Regions from separate parts of the Mus musculus genome. Here region 2 is linked to region 1. A link is a contact called in public HiChIP or PLAC-seq data. All regions are on one chromosome and are shown on one strand. Each heading gives the region's core, a stretch centred on a gene start, on an enhancer-like site or on the middle of the called end of the contact. The rest is flanking DNA. Distances are from core to core; before and after follow the strand shown. Region 1 has its middle 29 kb from the start of 1700023C21Rik. Region 2 holds the start of Abca5 (ATP-binding cassette, sub-family A (ABC1), member 5).

Region 1 (6,450 bases), core at 1,810-4,309:
ACCCTCACTAGATGCTGGGTAGGTGCTATAGCTATGATCTTGGACTTCCCAGACTGCAGAGCTGGGGCTTAAATAAGCCTGCATGCTGTAGAGGTATTTGGTTATCAGAAAATAAGACAGAAGGTTTCTGCACTCTAAACGTTATAACAGGCCTCTAGACCTTAGACACCCACCCGCCCCAGACCTTACTTAGTACAACTGACGCCATGTTGGAAGCCCATTCAGGCCCTGGAAACTAGCGAGAGACAAAGGCTAAGTCAACAGTTCCAGGATGCAGCCGGGGAAATCTCTCAATGTGCTAACCTTGCTTTTCAGTTTCGGTTGTTCCGCTCCTTGCTAACCGTTCTTGTTAACGGAAGTGTGTCACCTCAGAATATGTTTTGTTGTTTGTTTGTTTTGTACTGAGAGGCTCAGGTAAGGTACGGCTTGCGGCTGAATGGCTTGGGTATGTTTTCTGTGCAGCCAGCTGGCTATAAAGACTTTCTATTTGGCTCTAAGAGTCCGTGTGTTCTCTGACGGAGTTACCTCACAACAACTTGAGAGGTCACATGAGAGAATTCTTCTAAAGTGAATCGTTTGCATTTGTTCTTTTGAAAATCTTAAAGTTGATTTATCTTATGTGTATGAGTGTTTCCATTTATGTGTCTCTGTGAATTACACAAATGCTAGGGGCTTGTGGAGGTCAGAAGAGGATGTTAGACTCCCTTGATCTGGAACTAGGGACGGCTGTAAGTCACCATAGGAGTACTAGGAAGTGAACTTAGGTTCTCTGCTAGAGCAACGAGTGCTTTTAACCACGGCACCATCTTTCCACACTCCACCTTCCAATTTGCATATATTCTTGATCAACCTGCCTTTATAATGAGTAGACTAGAGATTTCAGTTCCTGGGTCTCAGGTCTCACATCTCCCACTGTCCCCTGCCTCCAAGTCACAGGAGTCATTTTAAGTGTGTTCAGACAATTAAAAGAAAATGACTGATGTGTCCAGTAACATTGGCAGCTGAGGGTCTTTTGCAAGAGTCTTCTTCCTAGAGGTTGAGCCTATATCTGAGCTAGACCAGCAGAAGCTCTTCAGAAGAAACACAGTGATTATTAAAGGGAACCGTCCCTGGTTAGATCTGAATGCAGTTCAAGCTGCTACTTCCCAAGAAACCAGGATCAAATACTGGGGAGACACATTTTTGGTCCACCTTCATCAGGAGCAAATTCATGCCATAGCTCTGCTAAAAATAAGAAGCCCATCAGAGCCGGGCGGTGGTGACTTACACCTTTAATCCCAGCACTTGGGAGGCAGAGGCAGGCGGAATTCTGAGTTCGAGATCAGCCTGGTCTACAGAGTGAGTTCCAGGACAGCCAGGTCTACACAGAGAAACCCTGTCTCAAAAAAAAAAAAAAAATAAAAATAAAAAAAAGAAAGAAATCCATCAGAATATTTTCCAGATTCGACCAGAAGATGGCGCAATCTGAAAACTAATTTACGCATCTCCACAAAACAAGGTTTTTTTCCCCGCACTAGGGTCTCACAGAACCAAGTATTACAAAACACAGTTTTAAAATGCTTATTATATATCCTAATATCCTAAATATCATGATAATTCTTTGCATTCCTTGGTGGGGAGTATTTCTATGAAAAGGTTTTTTGGGGGAATGATACAAATAAGGCAAGCCCCCCCCCAATCTTTGCACATTCTGGAATTTTAGAACATGTTCCCAGATTCCTATAGGGAAGGGTACATGAACAAAGGACTCCTCTGTGGCTGTAAATAAGAAGCTGGGTTGGGGCTGGGAGGAGGAGCGCGCTCTAGAAAGAACCGATTTCATGGCCGGAGCTCTGTGACCTTTTCCTGCTGCCCCAGAGGGACAGAAGCTTCCTGACTGCTACAATCCAACCATTTGGTTTTTCTTACTCTCATGGAATTTAAGAGTTGGATGGGACTCTTGAGAACATTTGGTCCAAGCCTTCTCCCGGCACGGAAGTCGTTCTCATTATCTCCCTGGCCACAGCAAGAAACAACATCTGTCCGAACCTCACCACAGCCATCCCATTTCCGTGCGGCTCTGGGGGGCGGGGTAGCCTCGGAAAGACGGGGTGGGGGGGGAGAGGGGGCTAGCCTCTTCCGCTGTACTGATAATGATAATACTTCACGAATGTGGTACGTACACACTTCCTCATTGAAAACCAACATTCCTCTAAGGGATGGGGTACGTTGTGGGTCACACAATAAGCAAACCAGATTGCATAACTCCCTCTCCTGAATTCCACAGCCAGCATCTGAGGAGGGTACTATTGTTTCCTTGTGTGAGAATGAGGGACTTGGTGCTCAGAGAGATTAAGTCGCCTGCCATCAGAAAACTCGGCACATAAAGAGTAATCGGTGATGGTCGTCACCAGAGGCTTGCCATGAAGGGTCTAACCCGAAGTTCATGCCTTCAACTCTGCTATTCATGCATCTCTGTGTGACAAAGGGCCACCAGAGCCCTCACTGGGTACATCTACCTCACTGAGGCACCTAGCTCATTCTCCCACGGCTGCTCAGCAATGTGTCTAAGCTCTCTACCTTCTGATTCACGAGAACCCTCCAGGTATCACATACTAAGATCGTGCCTATCACTAGCCCTATCTTTCTAACTGTCCTCTAGAGAGATGAGGCCCGGGGACATGGTTCAATGGGTAAAATACTCGCCTCAGAATCATGAGGATCTGATTTTGATCTCCACAACCCAGACAAGAAGCCAGGCTCTGTGGCTGTGATCCTAGTTCCGGGGAGACAAAGACAAGGCAGATATCCCTGGAATCCATAGTCCAACCAATGTAGGAGAATTGGTGAGAGACCCTGCCTTGAACATTAAGGTGGAGAGTGGCTGAGGGAGACACTTGGCATTGACCTCTGGCCTCCATATGTACAAGTGTACATGAGTGCATACGAATGCACAAATGCAACTATAGCTGTCAATCATCTACCTTACTGCCCCTTGTAAATCACTAACCCCCATGGAGTCCTGTTTTCCTAGTCTGTAGGCCTCATTGTACGGTGTTGTAATCTTCTGTAACTCACTGGACATCTGCCTTCCCCATTAGACTCTGTGAGGGCCAGAGTTACTTTGTTGTTATCATTTCCCTGGGGCCTCATCCAGTTCCCTGAATGGCGCAGCTGTTCAGTTGATAACATAGCCAGTCTACCGATGGGAATAATCAGACCTTCATTCCTCCTACACAAGATAATTGTGAGAAACAAAGAAGGGGTCTGCTCATGAAAAGCACCGTGTTCTGTTAAAACCAAGCAACCAACCAACCAAGCAACCAAGCAAGCAACCAAGCAACCAACCAACCAACCAACCAACCAACCAACCGAACAAACAAAACAACACCAACAAAAACCAGTTCTGCCATCACTGGTAACAAACAAACTACATGTTAGGCTGATTAAGAAACCAGCTTCTCTCCTGGCTAAAAGCCCCAAATGGTCTCATTCATGCCTCTTGGCAGCCTTGGTGGAAGCCAAAGATGGTGGAAGCCAAAGATGACACAAGTATTTGGGAGGCTCTGCTCTGATTCCCAAGTGATTTTAGTGTTAACACCTTCACAGGGTCAATATTAGGATAGCGGTAAAGGCCTGCTGAGAGAAAATCTCCTCTGGTCAGGAGACTGCAGTCTCTGGCCTGGCTGGAGACCTACCATGCTGGTTGGATGGGACCAATCACCTATTCAAGAGACCACCTCTAGGAAGAGGGGCAGCACAGGCAGGCAGGCATCCTTAATCCAGGCTAAGGAAGTAGGCAGAATAATTAATCCTCTAATGAGTTACTGTACCTCTTCTTCTTTGAATCCCTGACCTTAGCCCAGGAACTTTATTGAACTGCATCTATGTAGATCTGAAGATCTACTTGATTTTGTGAAGTACACGGAAAAGCCCGAGTTCCCCTTTTCTTCTTCCTCTTTTTGCAAGCATGCTTTCTTTGACACCTGGGGCTTCCCTAACACTTTGCTCACTTCTCTCCTAAAGACTCCTCCTTTCTCTTCTAACCTCTTTATCTTCCGTCAAGGGGCTGCTTGTCCACCCTGGGGCTGACCCCCCAGGCCAGCTTGAATGGCATAGCTCCCCCCCCCCCCATCCCCTTCTCTCTTTTTCTCCTCCGGGCAGTTGCTAAGATTTATAGCTGAAGATTTAGAGCCTGTTCTAGGTGGTTTTGTTTTACATACTAATAAAATTGTCCTGTAGGCTTTTAAAACTAAAAAATAATGAGGCTGAGATGGCTCAGGGGTTAAGAGCAGTGACTGCTCTTCCAGAGATCCTGAGTTCAATTCCCAGCAACCACATGGCGGCTCACAACCATCTGTAATGGGATCCAATGCCCCATTTGGTGTGTCTGAAGACAGCAACAACGTACTCATATACATAAAATACATAAATAAATAAGTCTTAAAAATAAATAAACATAATAAAATTACATTATTCATTTGTATGGGAGGCAAAACTCTAATCATTTATTCATTAAATTATCCGGTTGTTCTTTCACCCCCTATCTGTGCTCATATAGTATGTTTTAGTTAAGTTTTTATTTATTTTGTGGGGGCAGGCCATGTGTGTCCCAGATCACAAAGAGGTCAGAGGACAGTGTGCAGGAGTGAGGTCTCTCTCCACCCTGTGGATGCTGGAGAGCCCACTGAGGTCTTTGTCCTTGGCTGCTAGTTGCTTTTTTCCCATTGGACAGTGTCACCGACCCTACACTTCAGCCTGGGGGTGCAGCTCAGCTCTAGGGTTCTTTTCTAGTGTGCACACAGTCCTGGGTTAACAAAGAGAACAAAAACATGCTTTCGCTTCTGAGTTCAGCAAATGGTTCTCCTCCGCCACATACGCGCTTTTCCCTTGATCCCAGTCCTGGCACTTCTTCTGTTGTTCCAGCGACATGTGTTGGACTTCTGCTAATGCTCTATGTCTAACACGCGAGGAACCAGCTGAGCTTCTTCTTGCATTGCTTAGATGCATCATCCATATGTTTAGGTTTCCTCCTTTTCTAGAACTAGTCTGTTGGTGGAATCGGCTGTTAGAGCCATTTTAGACACAGAATGGTATTGACACGTTTTTATTTGCCTGTATCCACGGAGGAGGCAATAGAAAGCATGGGTTAAAGTGATTTAATCCCACCATGAAAGGTTAATTGTGGCTGAAAGTACTTCACCCTAGTCTGGGGCATGGTAGACTAAAGGGATCCTAAAAAACCAATGTCTCGTGAAAAATTGGTACTAGGAATGGTATGCATTTTTCTTTTCCATAAGAAGTCTCAAAGTAGGACAAATCCTGTTTTACTTTCTAATAATTATCACAAATGTATTTCTGGAAACTTTATCTTGTTAGATTCTCCACAGATGATGTTTGATATGTGCACCTGTGGGAAATTAAACACACACACACTCACAGAGAGAGACACATATACACACACACTCACAGAGAGAGACACATATACACACATACACACACACTCACAGAGAGAGACACGTATACACAGACACACACATATGCACACAGGCACACAGACACACTCACAGAGAGGCACACGTATACATAGACACACACTTATACACACACAGGCACACACACACACACACTCACAGAGAGACACACATATACACAGACACACACACTTACACACACACAGGTACACACACATTCACATTGAGTCACACATACACAGGCACACACACACTCACAGAGACACACATATACACACACACACACTTACACACACACAGGCACACACACACTCACACAGAGACACACATACACACACAGGCACACACACACACACACACACACACACACTCACACACATACACACACACATGCACACACACTCACACAGACACACACAGGCACAGATACACACAGAGACACACATACACACAAAGGCATATACACACTCACAGAGAGACACACATGTATATACACAGACACACACACTTACACACAGGCACACACACATTCACATAGAGACACACATACACAGGCACACACACACTCACAGAGAGACATACATATATACAGACACACACACACTCACACACACACACACTTACACACAGGCACACACACATTCACATAGAGACACACATACACAGGCACACACACACTCACAGAGAGACACACATATATACAGACACACACACACACTCACACACACACAGGCACACACACACATGCACACATACTCACACAGACACACACACACTTACACAGGCACACACACACACAGGCACAGACACACACAGGCACACATACTCACACACACACACACACACACACACACACACACACACTTACACAGGCACACACTCACATGCACACACACTCACACACACTCACTTACACAGGCGCACACACACACAGAGGCACAGACACACATACACCCAAGCTCACAGTGGTTTTCCTGCTTCTCTCTTCTGAGTTCTG
Region 2 (6,450 bases), core at 2,560-5,059, 460 kb after region 1:
AGAAAAAAAAGCATTGAATTATTTCACAAGCCAAATACCAGAAAATGAGAAGAAATGTGAAAACGTTATTTACTACGTGTGTCTCATATTTAGTTGCTCTGTGAGAATGTCTGTGTGTCCACGTGCTGGGAGCTGGCTCTCCCCTTCCCCGTGTGGGCTTAAGGGACTGAACTCAAGAGCTGTAGGCTTGGTCGCCAAGTACTACTGAGCCATCTCATCGGACTGCGAATGTTTGCTAACTGAGAAATCTGAAAGTTACAAGGTATCTTTTTAAATGTAAGATTATCCCATCGTTTTATTAATTGCCTTTGTTTAAAAATGTGCTTTTAAGAGATTCTTCATTTAAAAAAAAATCTCTACCTTATCTAAATTACCACTACCTCTGTAGAGCATTTTTGGCAACAATGTATCAAATATTTTGGAATAAACAATGCCATTTTATTTTGTAAGAGGAAAATTCACCTGGAAACTAAAATGTATTATGTAGAGCCCATTTTGAAATCCATGTTTCACTTCTATGAGGTATGAAGTAATATCATATTATATTTTTTAAAAAGCTGAGCAATCTTTACATTCAGAGCTCTTTACTGATCTGATATGGTCAATGATCTTCTTAGCACGTTTGAGATTCTTGCAAAGGCTCTCAACTGAAAATATGTTCTGCGTTTCCAAAAGATGACTGAGGTCATTTCTGGCCAACTCAAGCAAAGCTAATTACCACTGCTTTATTCCCCTTTATTCTAAGAACATCTAACTGTAATTAGTGAACACAGTGTATTATCATTTTTATGTCTTCATGTTGACCCTAACCGGTAAGATCCTTAATGAAAACTAAGTGCCTTATTTCTGTTTGTTTCTCTGACACCACCAATGGTAATTATCTTAATACAGTTTCCTTTCTCAAGCCTCTTTCTGAGAGTCCTTACAGATTAAGAGTCTGAAAGCTAAGATGGAAGAGGTAGTGGTGTCCATATCCGGCCCACGCCTTGCTCTACATCTTCCGCGAGTTAGCAACGTGTGGGGGTGGGATGGGGGAGGGAGAATGAGTCCAGGTTTCACTGTGAAGCTCCTGATGGCTGCCAACTCCCAGATATCCACCCTCCTAGCAAATATCCACATGTTTTTAAGTGTTGGGGGGAAAAAAAACAAATAGCAATAACTATGACAGGTGAAAATATAAAGTTCAAACCTCGGGTCTCCTTACATCGTATGACGTTGTGTTGGAACACACCCGTGCTGCTTCATACCTGTGTTGTCTGGGACCACTTGGTGCTATGAGGGCAAATTTAAGCAGAGACAGAATCTACTCAGTCTTCAAAGCCTAGGTGACTTACTTCCTTACTCTTCATCCAAAAAGATTCACTAACTCCTTTCATCAGTTGTAGGAGAGGGACACAAGTGGAAACGCTAGGTCACTTTTCTAACACGTTCTAAAGAATGTCTGCGCGAACCAGAAAAAAAAAAAAAAAAAGGATCCTCCTATCACTAACTTAATGTAAATCAAATTAAATGTAATAGTGTAATTCCAGTTGAGGGAAAGAGTTAGGAAAGAATTTCTAAGCAGAGAGAAAACTATGGAGATGCTGAATTCCCAAAAGACAAGATCTATGTAAAATGAAGAAGAGAGCTATCCACAACCCGGTGGAGGCAGATGCCACCCTGGAATGTGGCAGAGCACGGGTGTACGCCCTGGGCAGCAATGTACAGACGAAACTGACAACAGAGTGTGGAATGCCTTGTATGCGATATGGAACACCCCAAGTGGCACCCCACTCCTCCTCTGTACCTCTACACCCAAGGGAGATGCTTCACACTTTAGAAGTCCACTGACTGCCTCAATCCTCAAAACCCCTCCATCTCCATCTCCACCATCACCTACAAACTGCAATCTGGATTCCTACTTCAGTGAGAAAACAGAAACAATCCAAAGAAACGGCTCCACCACTCCAACCACTCGCTGACATCTGGGCCTCCAATAATTTACATGTTAAACAACGTGCATGGCTGCCATTCCCCCGAGAACTCTAAACCACAGAAACGTAAATGCCATCCAGTTTAACTATACTTTTAAATTAAGATTTAATTTTTTGAAAAGAGCTGCTAATCTGTCTAGCAATGCACTGAAAGAGAAACCTATCCAGCTATTTTACTGGCTTCATAATGGGTATAATAAACCTTTAAATTTAACAGAAGGCATCATAAACGCTTTCTTCGCTGATCTTTTAAAATTTACCAAAAGTAGTGACATAAAGCAAGATACTAATGCCAGTAAAGTTTGACCTAAGTTTTATGACAGAACGCCTTGCTGGAGGAAAACGATGTAACAGTACCCATATGGCAAGTCAGCTAATAGTTTTCTTTATATATAATGTTTATAAAAGTATAAAGTTTGCACTGTATAAAAGTTTTAAGTTTGCACTTAAAACTATTTCCAGTGTAATCTACACACTAATGAGGACTACAATTTATATTAGTATGAGTTGCTTTTATATAATTACTCTTTCAATTAAACTCAATGGCAGACATTACATACTATATTCATCTAGGAACTTTAGGAACAAAATGATTACCTGGCATGTAACGAACATATTAATAAATTTATGCAAAATTTAAGAGTTCCCTATGTTTAATAGAATTTGAAGTTTTGCATTATCAAGGACACATCTGCCTAAATGACCCACATTCAAAGATCACTGTCTCTTAAATCTGCTTTCAGGATAAACACACACAAAGTGTTCTCATAATGTTCTTATCTATTGAGTCTTCTCTGACGAGACATAAAAATGCTCTCTGGGCAAACATAAAATAGAGTGAGGAAAGCACCAGGATTAGAGAGTCTGGAATCTCAGAGGGAGAATCTCAGTACCTCATTTTTTTCCCCAGCTGGGACCTTAATAAAGTTATTTAACCTCTTTAAGACCCATATTTCCCACACAGAGTACCATCTCCAACCTCAGAGCAGCTGTCAAGATGAAGTAATACTGACCCTGGCTCTGAGCCAGGATCTAACCTCATCTGGGGCTCCAGAATGTCCTTAATTTTTGTCCTCAGACTTGATTCTTTGAAAACGTAAAGCGAAGCTTTTAGAGAGCTGGGGCGAAAATCCTCAACTCCGACTGCCCCAGAGGCCGCTGTCCCCCATGGACCTCGCTTTCTCCTCCTCCCTGAAACCTTTCCGCGCCTGGGAATCTTCGTTAGCTATGTTTGGGGAATTCAGATTATTTTCAACCCCAAAACCGTGTCACGAGCTCTGCGGCTTTTCCTCTCACCCCGAGTCCTCTGGTCACACATGATCCGCTACCCGATCTGCGCCCCAAGTAGGGCGATGCTCCTGAGCCCTCAGGGGGAAAACTGACTTCGGTTTGGTTTGGGCTTTTATTTAATTTCGGTTTGTCCTTTCTTTTCCTTCTGCCTCTCTAGAAGTTCTGAGGATGTCGCTAGCCCAGGGATCCCTGTCAGCGCCCGCCACCCGCCAGCATCCTCCGGCTCCCCGCGGCCCGCCACACCCTCCCCTCTCCTCATTCCCTAGCTGCTCGGCCATCTCCACGGTCCATGCCCCGTCCCCGCCGCCGCGTCACCTCTCTCCGCAGACACGAATGGCGAGCGACCTCGAGCGCCGCGGGCCTCGGCGTCTCCTCACCCCGGCGTCGCAGCCGCAGCGCTGTCAGGCCCAAGCCGCGAGCTTACCTGCGGCGACCGCGACCGCGGTAAGTGACGGAGCTCGGAAATTCTGCGCGGAGACGCGGTCCGCGAGGCCGAGCGCGCGCGTGCCCGCCGCCCCGCTACGCCGAGAGAGCCGCGCGCGCCGCCGGAGACACGCCCCCTGCCCGCCCCTGAATGCACCTGAGGGCGGGGCGTGCGTAATGCGCGTGCTCCTGGAGCTCGAGACGGGAGCGCGCTTGGGGGCGGGGCTACTGGGGGCGGGGCTCCGGCGGAGGTGAGCGCGGCGAACGAGTCGCAGAGTACTTGGTTGGACCTGCCGACTCTAGCTCAGGTGCTCAGAACCTCCTGGGGAGCTCGCCGCACCCTCCACCGAGGCTCGATGGGTTTGAGGAGACTTCTGTCGCCTCAAGAAGGACGGCCTTGGTTCTCCACCCTCCCATCTGCCTCTGTTCCCTTGTATTTAAAGAGTTGATAAAAGTCTGACACTCCTCCCTCTTGCTGCAGCGTCCTCCCTCCTCGTTTCTGTAAAGACTGCCTTCTCCTCTCCAACCTCAGACTACCACCTTGAACATCCTACCGGTTCCTTCAAACATCCTCCGAAAATCTGCAAGTGTTGACTTCTGGCAAAGACTATATACCACGCTTAATTTTTACTTAAAATGCAAACTGATGTTTGGAATGTCGTTACCCAAAGTGATCGAAACAAGGGCCAAAGGTATTGCAAAGTAAAGTTCACAATACCAAAATTACACATCCCTGAGGAAGACTGATCCTTTCTTATCCAGAAGCCACAAACTGCCAATTCATAACACACACACACACACACACACACACACACTATTCATGCTGGAATTTTTGCTGGCTTGATACTGAATGTGTCTGGTGTGTGCAGTCCCCAGTGCTATGTGTTACAGTTACTTTCGAAAACATCTTCAGCTCTGTGAATGTGAACATTCATACATATTTTGTGTATGTGTGTGTAGTTCTCAAATTGAAAACTAAGTCTATAGAATGTGTTCTGCTTTATTATAGATGTGGACGTTTTGCCTGCATGTGTGTGTACACTATCATAGAGCCTGACACAATGATATCTTTCCTCTCAAACACCCCACTTGGCACCATAGTATCCCTTTCACTGTCTTACATGCTAATCTCTTCAGCTACATCATATGTAGCCTGAAGTTAAGAACTTTTTCTTATACCAATTTAAATTTTCAGGTCTTGCGAATCATAAACTATGGTAAATACTGCTAATAATACTACTGATGAGAGAAAACACCTACAAGAAAGGTATGTAAATATTTTTATCTTCACAAAAAATACCTACTCACTTAACAAAATTGCACCCATAGAAACAGAAAATATTAAAATTCTATTATAGGAGTGGACTTGTAGTTCAGTGATAGTCTGCTTGCCTAGATTGTACAAGGTCCTGGCTTTAAACCCCAGCAACACACACACACACATACGACTTATAAAATGGACAACAAGATTATAGGCTTGTAAGAATAACATAGAACACAGAGAAAAATATTTTAAATAAAAAAATTACTACAAATTAATGTGTAGGTTGTGACATATTTTACTGCCTCTACGCAAACTATTTATCAGACTATTTATATCTTGTAATCAGGCTGGTCACACGATGTCTGCCTAAATGTCCACAACTACCAGGTTTTAATAGTAAAACAGCGGCCAGAGAGAATGATGCTTCCTTCCACCCTTCTGTATCTAGGAAATAGAAACAAGCAATAAGCACATCTTGGTTGTCATGGTGGCAACTGAAATCCCCACACCTCATTAATAGACCTTATAGACAAATGAACCATGTGGGAGTTCCTAGATCATAGGAGTTGCAGCTTGAGACTTAAGAAGCTCGGTGGCTATGGGAAATTAACAGTGGGCCACAGTTCTCACCAATATTTAACATGGAGTAAGAGGCCAAATCTTGCCACATAGAGTATTAACTTACAACCTGATGAACAATGGCTACGTGTGGCCGTGCTTTTGCTTGCCAGACATCAAAGACTTGTTTAAATGGATTTTTCTAGACCATTTTGCTAAAATTAAGATGACTAAATCATTTGGGGTGGGGCAGCAAATGAAAAATGGCCTCCGTGGGATTGTATATTTGAATGTTTGGTTCACAACTGGAGGAACCGTTTGGGGAAGGATTGGGAGGTGGGCCTTCTTGAAGGACATTTGTCAGTGGGACAGGCTTTGAGGTTTCAAAAGCCCACAATAGGCTCAGTGTTCTCTCTCTCTCTCTCTCTCTCTCTCTCTCTCTCTCTCTCTCTCTCTCTCTCTCTCTCCCTGCCTGTAACTGGAAGATCAGATGAGAGCTCTCAGCGACTGCTCCAGTGCCATGCCTGGCTGCCTGCTGCCATAGATCCACCAGGATGCTCAAGGGCTAACCTTCCAAAACTGCAAGCAAGACGCCAATTACATGCTTCCTTTTCCAAGTTACCTTTTCCAAGGTGTCTCCTCACAGCAAGAGAACAATAACTAAGTCATTACTGTAACAGCTTTGTGTCTGATACGTATAGTATAGTATAGTATAGTATAGTGTAGTGTAGTGTAGTATAGTAGTATAGTATAGTAGTTCACATTATTATTTTATTTTATTTTTTTGGTTTTTCGAGACAGGGTTTCTCTGTGTAGCCCTGGCTGTCCTGGAACTCACTCTGTAGACCAGGCTGTCCTCGAACTCAGAAATCCACCTGCCTCTGCCTCCCAAGTGCTGGGATTAAAAGCATGTGCCACCACTGCCCGGCTAGTATTTCACAT

The links. HiChIP or PLAC-seq counts read pairs in DNA pulled down with a chosen protein or histone mark.
Region 2: a contact with region 1 is called in an H3K4me3 HiChIP or PLAC-seq map of stem cell-derived neural progenitor cells, with 19 read pairs. The contact joins the promoter of Abca5 here to the enhancer-like site in region 1. A contact is called at or near these places in 2 of 39 promoter capture datasets (the 3T3-L1 cell line and pre-B cells), 2 of 15 datasets of contacts at CTCF or cohesin (both in the NIH/3T3 cell line), 1 of 484 Hi-C or Micro-C datasets (embryonic stem cells), 5 of 115 datasets of contacts at active chromatin or transcription factors (astrocytes, embryonic forebrain, embryonic limb bud and 2 more) and 2 of 9 other capture datasets (liver and macrophages).

The regions. Positions count from the first base shown.
Region 1 is chr11:109,872,097-109,878,546 of GRCm38.p6, forward strand. No RefSeq gene overlaps it. Among named protein-coding and RNA genes, the nearest start is that of 1700023C21Rik, 29 kb to the left of the region's middle. Within about 2 kb of position 3,060, at least 50 of the 459 cell types and tissues checked have an H3K27ac peak or open chromatin away from gene starts, as enhancers often do.
Region 2 is chr11:110,333,907-110,340,356 of GRCm38.p6, forward strand. Abca5 (ATP-binding cassette, sub-family A (ABC1), member 5) reads right to left here and starts at 3,810. Exons shown (of 39, transcript NM_147219.2): 1 at 3,579-3,810. Gm39445 (a long non-coding RNA gene) reads left to right here and starts at 3,932. Exons shown (of 3, transcript XR_880289.1): 1 at 3,932-4,378; 2 at 4,882-4,953; 3 at 5,999-6,099.